Linked DNA regions of Mus musculus: all the other regions are linked to region 1. Evidence: chromatin contacts called from public promoter capture Hi-C data. All regions are on one chromosome and are shown on one strand. The core of a region is the stretch at or near the end of the contact, and the rest is flanking DNA. Distances in the headings are between cores, read along the strand shown.

Region 1 (3,185 bases), core at 477-2,976:
TGGGTTCATAGTAAAGCTCCCCTTGGTTCCTACTTATAGAATTTTCTAGACATTTTACTCAATTATCTTAAACTTTGTGCTGTTACTAAACTATAAGGGGAAAAAAAGCTCAGCCTGGAGCTGTGGAGATGACTCAGAGGATATAGTAGCTGATACTCAGGCACAGGAACCTGAGTTCATAAGCCCAGCAGCCACGTAAAGGCTAGGTAAAAATTCAAAAAATAGAATTTTTAGAAAAATAACTAAGATAATTTTAAGAGTCCAAAACAAGTGAAAATCATATGTAGTTGGTCAATTAGAAAAGTCTTACAAAGCAGATCACTTTTGAGGTTCATTTTGAAGAACATTTAGGATTTGCATAAAAAGAGAAGGATCATAGAGAACTTCAAGGCAATGAACAGAAGTAACAAAGCCAGGATGCAATTCATAAGTAAAGAGTAACAAATAGAGGTGTTTGAGTGGAAAAAAAGATTGATTCAGAGATTATAGGCAAGGGGGAGCAATACTGGAGATTGCATGGACTTCCAAGAAGAAGGATCAGTATTTAAAATGCATGAAATAATATGATGTGTAACTTCAACTAGCTCTAGTCCTCACTCATACTTTGCAAGTTATATAAGGCTTCACAACCTGAGATTCAGCTTAGATTATGAAAAAAAATAGATTTTAAAAAAATGCCCAGAGATGAGGATTTGAAAGATAATGAAAGCAGAATTGGAGAAAATGATTACCCACGGTAGTTTTTGTGTCATTGAAAAGCCTAATTAACCCGAGATGAGCTGAGAGGAAAGAAAGTAAATAATAAGAAGCTAGACAAAAAGAATGGTAATAAAGATTCCATAGACTTTAGAGGTGAGAAAGAAAATCAAGCAAGCAGAAAGGGGGGGATCAGCTTGATGTCTTAGAAGCTGAGCAGGTTTGAGTGGTGATTAATAAAGGTTGAGTTTTAAATTAGCAGGAGAGAAAAATAGGTATGAAGTTCATCAGTACTGTAAAAGAGTTGGCCCCCACCTAATCTCCACACCTAATGAGCCTGGGAATGAGTGTACAAATGTGAGCATATTGCAACAATGAGGTCATCAGCAAAGGTATCCCTTAACGCCCAAGGGTTCAAAGGAAAGAGTGGAAAACAGGAAGATGCTGACATTTCAGCAGGTGCATATGCCACCAAAACCAAGTAGTCATAATGAGAAATGAGCAAGTTTAAGAAAGCATCATGACTCATAAAATAAGGGACAGCTGAGTAATAGTTGTAGAAAACTAGCATTCTCCGGGGCAAACAGAAGGATTGTACTTCAACTGTCTCTATCCTCTTTGTAATGCCTGGATATGTTACTCAGTATTTGAGTAATCAAAATCAAAGAGACAACTAAATTTTTTTAGGGTGCTTGGCAGAAGATAGAACTCTAGAATGATCTACACAGAAAAGACCACTTCACTTAACTTTAATAGGTATGTTATCACCCTGTTCCCATATCTTCTTCTAGGAAAGCACAGGGTCATGAGAGAGAGACCCAGCTGCAGAATGGAGAACTCATGTGACCAACCTGGTCTCTTGTTCTATCTGTAGGACCTTGAAGATTTGCAGCTCTTCCCTTCCCAGCAATGAAATCTGGGTCACAGGGGTTAGAGCTCTAGCACTGGCTCGTGTCTAATGAATAACTGTTATTGATTTCCCAGCACAGGGGCTAATCATTTATTTTCTAACAACAGCTCTAATTATTAGCAGAACGAAGGAGGATCTGGGAGTACCTCACATGGTATTACTTCTCTCCACCCTTCATTGTCATCCAAGGTACATACAAAACCTGAAATCTGAAAAGCATAGGCAGACACCACACTTTTGTTCCACACCCAAGTAACAGCTGCTGCTGTCATACCCTGGACCAAGCATGGACAAGCTACTGCTTTGGATGTTTGTCTTCACCAGCCTTCTTTCAGAAGCCTTTTGTCAGACAGGTAAGAAGCTTTGGCTGCTGTCAGGGAGCATAAAATGAGAAAAGATGAATCTGAGATATTGTTTGTCTGAATTTGTTGAAATGCATTATATTTCTTATTTTATCTCACAGACCTCAAGAGGAAAGTATTTGTGTTCCCCAGAGAATCTGAAACTGATCATGTGAAGCTGATCCCACATCTAGAGAAACCTCTGCAGAATTTTACACTGTGTTTCCGAACCTACAGTGACCTTTCCCGCTCTCAGAGTCTTTTCTCCTACAGTGTCAAGGGCAGAGACAATGAGCTACTAATTTATAAAGAAAAAGTTGGAGAATACAGCCTATACATCGGACAATCAAAAGTCACAGTCCGTGGTATGGAAGAATACCTTTCTCCAGTACACCTATGTACCACTTGGGAGTCCTCCTCTGGCATTGTTGAATTTTGGGTCAATGGAAAGCCTTGGGTAAAAAAGTCTCTGCAGAGGGAATACACTGTGAAAGCCCCACCCAGTATAGTCCTGGGACAGGAGCAGGATAACTACGGAGGAGGGTTTCAAAGGTCACAGTCCTTTGTAGGAGAGTTTTCAGATTTATACATGTGGGACTATGTGCTGACCCCACAAGACATTCTATTTGTGTACAGAGATTCCCCTGTCAATCCTAATATTTTGAATTGGCAGGCTCTTAACTATGAAATAAATGGCTACGTAGTCATCAGGCCCCGTGTCTGGGATTGAGATCTTACAACAAAACCTCATGGACATCAGATGGCCGATGTGTAAGAGGTCAAGGCAGCAGAATTCACTCTATCTGGAGCTTTTTCTTCTTTGTGAACATCTTGTATACATATCTGCCAAATAAAAATCCTCTCCAATTCCACCTGTATTGTTTTGCTGCTTGACATAATGTCAAACGCTTTCTCTTGGCTCTATGTCTTTTGATAATTGCTGTTTCAGTATCTAGAAAAATCAAGTTATAAACCAGGGGGATACCAACCAAAGAATACACATGGAGGGACTCATGTAGCAGAGATTGGCCATGGGAGAGAAGCCCTTGGTTCTGAGAAGGCTCAATACCCCAGTTTAGGGGAATCACAAGACAGGGAAGAGGGAGTGGGTGGGTTGGTGAGCAGGGGGAGGGGCAATGGGATAGGGGGCTTTTGGAGGGGAAACCAGGAAAAGGGAAAACATTTGAAATGTAAATAATGAAAATGTCTAATAAGAAAGAAAATCTTCAATGAAAGAA
Region 2 (3,185 bases), core at 416-2,915, 240 kb after region 1:
GATCATATATAACCGTTCCAGGTTGTCAGGGTAGAAGCAGGGAATCTATGCCAAGGCACTTCCGTACAGTGCTTAACAGAGGTGGGAACTGGAAGCTAGCCATATCATCTCAGGGTAGGGCACACCAGCCAGAAAAAGATTCTAAGAATCTGGAGGGGGAGAAACTGACCAACTTTGTAACCACACTCACCTCCTGGTCAGTACTATTTTCCCTGTCCTTGCACCCTTTCCTGGCAGGAATCCCACACTGCCCCTCTGAGGTTCAGCTCCTTCCTGAATGGCACGACACTTGCCCTTCCCCAAGCCTTAATGTTTTCTAAGTGAAAAGATGTGTGGTGTGTGTGTGTGTGTGTGTGTGTGTGTGCATCTCTGTGTGTCTGTCTGTGTGTGTTTCCATATGTGTATGTGTTTCTGTATGTGTGTGTGCATATGTGTGTGTTTATGTGTCTGTGTGTTCCTGTATGTGTGGGTGTCTGTTTGTGTGTGTGTGTGTGTGTCTGTGTGTGTGTCTGTCTGTCTGTGTGTGTCTGTGTGTGTCTGTGTGTGTGTTTCCATATGTGTGTGTGTTTCTGTATGTGTGTGTGCATATGTGTGTGTTTATATGTCTGTGTGTTCCTGTATGTGTGGGTGTCTGTGTGTGTGTATGTGTGTCTGTGTGTCTGTGTGTCTGTGTGTGTGAGAGAGAGAGAAACTTTCTTAGCTATTTCACAGATGCTGAGCAGATAGAATTGTATTAGAGCAACTACAATGTAAAAATGACTATGCCTGCCTCTCCTACAGGCATTATCTGGAGGGAAGGACTATTTAATGTGAAAGAGCAATCACAGCTCCATCTGCCCTGGCACTCCAGAGGAACTGGGGTTCAAAAAACTAATTTTTTTTCTTAATTATTTAAACATATTACTTTAATTTGTAGTTCTTTTTTTAAAAAAACTATTGGTTTTTCTTCACAATTAAAAATATATACTTATTAATCAAGACCTCTGAGGTCTCTGTTTAGAGGCGATAACTGAATCATCTCTCTTATCTCCCTTTTTAATCAAATATAGTTCTAGGAATAAATACAGACGATTTGAATTTTAATGAATTCTAAGACTGATACTTGACGGTGTAAAAAAAAATCAGAGGTTTTGGTTTTCTAGGACAAGGGAGAAATTATTGCAGAGGTTACACTGGACAGTGGGAAAATCATGAACTCAATCTCATTTGGCTAATCCCTCTCCACCCCTGGCCCCCACCTCTCCACACAACAACAATACAGATTTTGCAAAGTTCCGGTGAAAATTACAGAGCCTGCCTATGGAGTGTCTGCGGCAGGGTTTCACAGGTGCTTGGTGAATCGTAGCAAATGTTATTATTAGCTCGCTTATCTATGACGTGCCCCATCATCTTCCACTGTAAACACGTTGCTTCCTCGTCAAGAGAACAGAACGCAAGGCTGGAAAAGCACCCAGGTAGAGTGGCCAAAATTCCATTCTGAGGGCAGAAAAATGGGCAGCAATACGAGCCTTATCTCCAGGCTGCTCTCTGAATCTTTGAACAACAACAAACCTCTGCACCTTTGCTTTCTCACCCGAAAGTCGGCGGTGTTGAACATAATTCTAGATACAAAGGTCTCCGGTGCTCGCATTACCTTGCTGGGCAAAGAGAGGGCTGAGAAAGGCTGTCCTGGGCTGCGGACTGCCTATTCCTAGATGACCAGGCTTTACCTCCTGTGCCATCTCACGTTCTCCCTCACACCCCCAATCCGGACTCTGATCTCTGGACTCTGCCCCAATGGCACAGACTTAGATCACGAAGGCCAGATCTAAACACACCACAGACACCCACTCCCCTGAGATATGGGATAACATGCTAACGTTATCTTAAGCCTCAGTTTTCTCCTCTGTAAAAGAGTAATAATCACCTCGTGGGGTTTCTATGAAGATGAAATGATATTTATATTGGAAATGATTTATGAGCTATCTGGCACTGTGCAATGTTAATACCGCAACTGTGATTATTGCTGATTAATGCCATTCAAAGCCTATGGGTAGCAGCCCAAGAAGTTGGATTCTGAGTTGGAGACTTCAGGGTCATCAATTTCAGCTCCTGCCCCTTGTGGATTTTCGGAGGTCGGTGGAATCAGGCCGAATGACATTGAACTTTGCTGTAATCGGGTATTGATTCTGGTTTTCCTAACACAGAACAGAGGTTTGTTTAAACTTTTACTTAAAGGCAAGTGACAGGAACTGGTTTTAATGGTCCGGAAAAGTTTTCACCCCATTAGCAATACCCTGCCCACATGACCTCAGGTTTTCCTGTTTCAAGAGGCAATTGCAGAATTTCTGGAGAGCTACCGTATACTAATGGTAACAAATCCATCAGTTGCTGGAAAGAACTGGCACACCTCTACTCTAAAGTGTGGTTGGGCTTACCATTCCACAGGACAGCAGCTTTCTGTGGTCGTAAAGAAGCGGTAGGAAAGGCTGCCCAACAAGACACTGAGTGTGCCAGCGAGCTCCTTAGATGTTTCCTGCACAGTGCTGGTGCAGTGCTGTGGAACATCTTCCAGAGCTTTCTCCTCTGTGCCAAAGGTGAAAAGCTATGCATTAATAAAAGGTCTTGAGCAGTTCCTTTAGAACATACTCCGAGGTGTTAAGTTCCCTGAGCAGTCAGCCTTAGGAAAGCTTTCATCTCTCTCTCTCTCTCTCTCTCTCTCTCTCTCTCTCTCTCTCTCTCTCTCTCTCTCTCTCTCTCTCTCTCTCTCTCTCTCTCTCTCCCTGTCTGCCTCTTGCTCACTCCCCTCCTCCCTCTGACCTTCCCATCAACACCTGCAGATCACATGCCCCTAGACAGACAAGCCTGGACCCATAAACAGAAGAGTAAGCAACTCCTCATATGGTGTAACTGGAGACATATCCCAATCCCCACTGCCCAAAATATCTTCCCCGCCAAATGCCATGGTGCCGAAAATTCCCAGTATTAAATTCACTGCGACTAAGAACTCCTCCCTTCACCTTATCTTCTTTCCAACTGTCTACACCATGTTAGCTTACTTACCCTCTGTGCTTAGCCATGAGCCACTGACGTATCATCCAAAGCCTACAGGATTCCCCCAGCAGTAAGTGATCTCTCATTGCCAAGGGAAAAAGAAATCGCAAAGCTTAACTTGAACCTGTTTTATGATATACATTGCCCTTTGT
Region 3 (3,185 bases), core at 384-2,883, 200 kb after region 1:
AGTGTCCAGTCTTCAACAAAATACAAGAAGCACTAAATGTAATCAGTAAGATGGATGACTGATGAATAGATGATAGATAGGTAGATAGATAGATAGATAGATAGATAGATAGATAGATAGATAGATAGATAGATTGATTGATTGATTGATTGATTGATAGATGATAGGTATTATGCATATGTATATATGCATAAGGCTAATAATAAGACATCATGAATTTGAGAGAGAATTTGGAAGGATAGGAAAGGATCTGAAGAGGGAGGGATAGAAAGTATGTAAATACAGCACTCAAGATGACATTATAAAACAAAAACAATAAAAAATTATTCTCCTTTCTGTGCATCTATTTTTTCATCTATGTGAGGGAGAAGAATTATGTCTGAAATTTTTTCAATTATATATATATATATGGATATTTACATATATATATATAAAACCATGGGTAAGTCAGATTCTCTTTGGTAGAGTCCTAGTGGGATGCTTATGCTGGAAGCCTTCCATTTAAATTCCGTGCTCTAGTGCTGAGGACCACAAAGCAGAGAAGTGAAAGGCCATATTCACAGAACAGACCTACAACATCTGCTGGGGCTAAAAGGTTCATAACCCGAGACAAGGGAGAGAATGTAATCCCAGGAGGTGCTTCAGGGCTCACAACAGTAGGTCAGGACCACAGCTGCGGCTTAATAAACACATCACCCTGTGCTTTATAGTTCAGTGCCCGCCAGTTCAAAACATTGGGGCTGAGTGTCCCACCAACATAGACTGTGCTGATCTGTTCTGGAGATAGCACAAAGTCCCACATGTTCACATCTCCGATGTCTCCCACCAAAGACTGCTTTGCATCAAAGTCACCGCCATACGAGTCCTGCTCCTGCCCCAAGATGATGCTTGCATCTGGCCCCACAGTGTAGCCCTTGTGCAGACTTTTCCGCACCTTGGGTTTCCCATCAATCCAGAACTCTACAATCCCCGTAGCAGACTCCCAGCTGGCACAGATGTGTGTTGGAGCCTCAGGAATCTCTGAAACCATGAATCGTACTTCAGCACCACCCACTCCAAAAGTATACTGTTTATCCTTATTCCAAAATATGAGAATGTCGTTAGAGTTCTTCTTGGTAGCATAAGAGAAGACACTGAAGCTGCGCACTGTGCTCAGAGCAGTGTAGAAATGGAGACACACAGTAAAGGTGTTCAGTGGCTTCTTTGACTCTGCTTCCAGAGACACATAGGAAGTATCTGACTCCTTGGGAAATACAAAGGCCTTTTTAAACATGTCTGTGAAACAGAAAACCAAGAAAGTAAGTAGTTTCTCAGATAATGAAGACTTATTCCTCCCTTACAGGTAGAGTTTGGGATCAAGGGTCATCTGGTCCTCTCCCAGGTTACATAAATACACAGCTACCCTGATCCTGATCCTTGATTCCTTATGCAAAATATTAAGTTCCGACCATTCTCCCATAGGGAAAAGATCTTTATGATAGCTCCTACCTTCATGACCAAAAGTCCGAGAGAAGCTGATCATGATCAGAAGGCACCAGAGTAGCTTCTCCATGGCTATGGATGCTGCTGGGATCTGGACTAAGAGGACAGTGTTTTGTCTGAAAGATCAAGGACAAGGAGTCCTGGAACGCTTGCCTCGGGCCCAGCCCATCCTCAGATTTATAACTATAGCAGATGGAGGGGCTGAACCACTTTGTAAATGATTTCCTAACACTGCCTCTTGGGGTAAACGTCAGACCACTGGGAGAAAGAGAAGCAAAAAAAAAATCATTCTAGAACAGAGAAATCAATGTGGGTTATTTATTACAAACTCCTGTGACCCCTGAATCACCAGCTTCTGTGTGACAGGAAAAATGAGAAAGCTTCCCAAGGCTCCACTTGGCCTAGCTCTACTGAGAAAAATAATGGGAAATTTTAGCTTAATAGATGAGCACTTGTGTGTGTGCATATGATGGCTGCATCTCCAGTGTCTGCTAACCTGTCCTGGAAGCTGCTCTTTTCCATATTGGGAAATGAAGAAAACAAGCATTCCATTCCCAGTACCAAGAACAAACTTTCCCTGGCCAACTGCCTAGACTTATCAGAGACCTTTGACTGAATGGAACACCTGTCCTATCCCAAATGTACCATTGGTCACAATCTTGTGTAACAGACTGGGTTTTGTTTGTTTGATGTTTTGGGTTTTTTTTGGTTTGGGGGTTTTGGGTTTTGGGGGTTTTTGGGGGGTTTTTTTGTTTTTTTGTTTCTTTTTTATAATGTGGAAGCTTCAGGGAGGAGGCAGGATAGTCAGCATTTGCTTCTTTTGTTCAGAGTCTAAGAAGTCCCTCCACACTGCCTAGCAACAGTTAAGCAGTTCTCTGCTTACCTCAGTCTTCTAGTTGAATACCATGCTCCTTGGCCTTGCTTCTGAACCCCGCACAAGCTCATCCATTCTTTCATTCCATTCATGAGTTGCCCTCTAATTGAGAAATTAGAGAAAAATAGTGTATCCCCTGAAGCAGAGAACCATTCATTCAGTAATTCCATTTTTAGTTAGATGCATTCCCATCCTAACAAAGTCAATTTCTCAGCATCAGCTATAGGTCAGAATGAGATTTGGACAGAAAAGAGACATTCTCTAGGTTGTATCCTTTATAGTGAAGATACAAGGCTTCCCTTTTACTACTTCCTTGTCCTCTGGTTAGGACTGATGGGAGAGGGAGAGGGAGAAGGGGAGGGGGAGGAGGAGGGGAGAGAGGGGAGGGGGAAGGGAGAAGGAGGGGAAGGGAGGGAGAGGGGAGGAGGGGAGGGGGAGAGGGGAGGAGGGGAGGGGGAGAGGGGGGGAGAGGGAGAGGGGAAGGGAGGGGGAGAGGGAGGGGAGGGGGAGGGGGAGAGGGAAAGGGAGGGAATCACCTTTCCTTAACAAGCTGCAAGCAGAGGTTGACACAGCAACTCAATAGGTTGAACCAGTAAATACTATCATAAAGCCATTGTTTTAACCCTTGACTATCATATACACAAATACTCATTTAAAGAATATGCAGTCTTAAATTTTGTCAAATTGTTATGAATTTGGTCATTCTCCTATTGAAGCTTGGTTGCTACCACTCTGTGTCTTTCCACTATAAAATCTACCTGCTTTTCTGACTCCCCATAAGAAATAAACAGTTGCTGAATGTATCTAAGGTCAAACTTGCACCTTTAGA

The links. Promoter capture Hi-C pulls out the DNA fragments that hold promoters and counts their contacts.
Region 2: a contact with region 1 is called in a promoter capture Hi-C map of liver, with 6 times the contacts expected there. The contact joins the enhancer-like site here to the promoter of Apcs in region 1. A contact is called at or near these places in 7 of 39 promoter capture datasets (cranial neural crest, embryonic stem cells, frontonasal cranial neural crest and 3 more), 1 of 15 datasets of contacts at CTCF or cohesin (large pre-B cells), 5 of 484 Hi-C or Micro-C datasets (cortical neurons and liver), 2 of 115 datasets of contacts at active chromatin or transcription factors (large pre-B cells and liver) and 2 of 9 other capture datasets (adipose tissue and pancreatic islet).
Region 3: a promoter capture Hi-C map of liver shows a contact between it and region 1, with 6 times the contacts expected there. The contact joins the promoter of Crp here to the promoter of Apcs in region 1. A contact is called at or near these places in 2 of 39 promoter capture datasets (both in liver) and 2 of 9 other capture datasets (liver and pancreatic islet).

The regions. Positions count from the first base shown.
Region 1 is chr1:172,893,595-172,896,779 of GRCm38.p6, reverse strand. Apcs (serum amyloid P-component) reads left to right here and starts at 1,726. Exons shown (of 2, transcript NM_011318.2): 1 at 1,726-1,959; 2 at 2,070-2,819. The coding sequence starts at 1,893. The coding sequence ends at 2,677.
Region 2 is chr1:172,650,806-172,653,990 of GRCm38.p6, reverse strand. Gm35601 (a long non-coding RNA gene) reads right to left here. Exons shown (of 5, transcript XR_001779542.2): 3 at 3,043-3,185; 4 at 2,418-2,565. Among named protein-coding and RNA genes, the nearest start is that of Gm35601, 19 kb to the right of the region's middle. Within about 2 kb of position 1,665, at least 12 of the 459 cell types and tissues checked have an H3K27ac peak or open chromatin away from gene starts, as enhancers often do. A contact at or near this core is called in liver and pancreatic islet, where this site is marked.
Region 3 is chr1:172,696,504-172,699,688 of GRCm38.p6, reverse strand. Crp (C-reactive protein, pentraxin-related) reads right to left here and starts at 1,633. Exons shown (of 2, transcript NM_007768.4): 1 at 1,489-1,633; 2 at 1-1,275. The coding sequence starts at 1,552. The coding sequence ends at 662.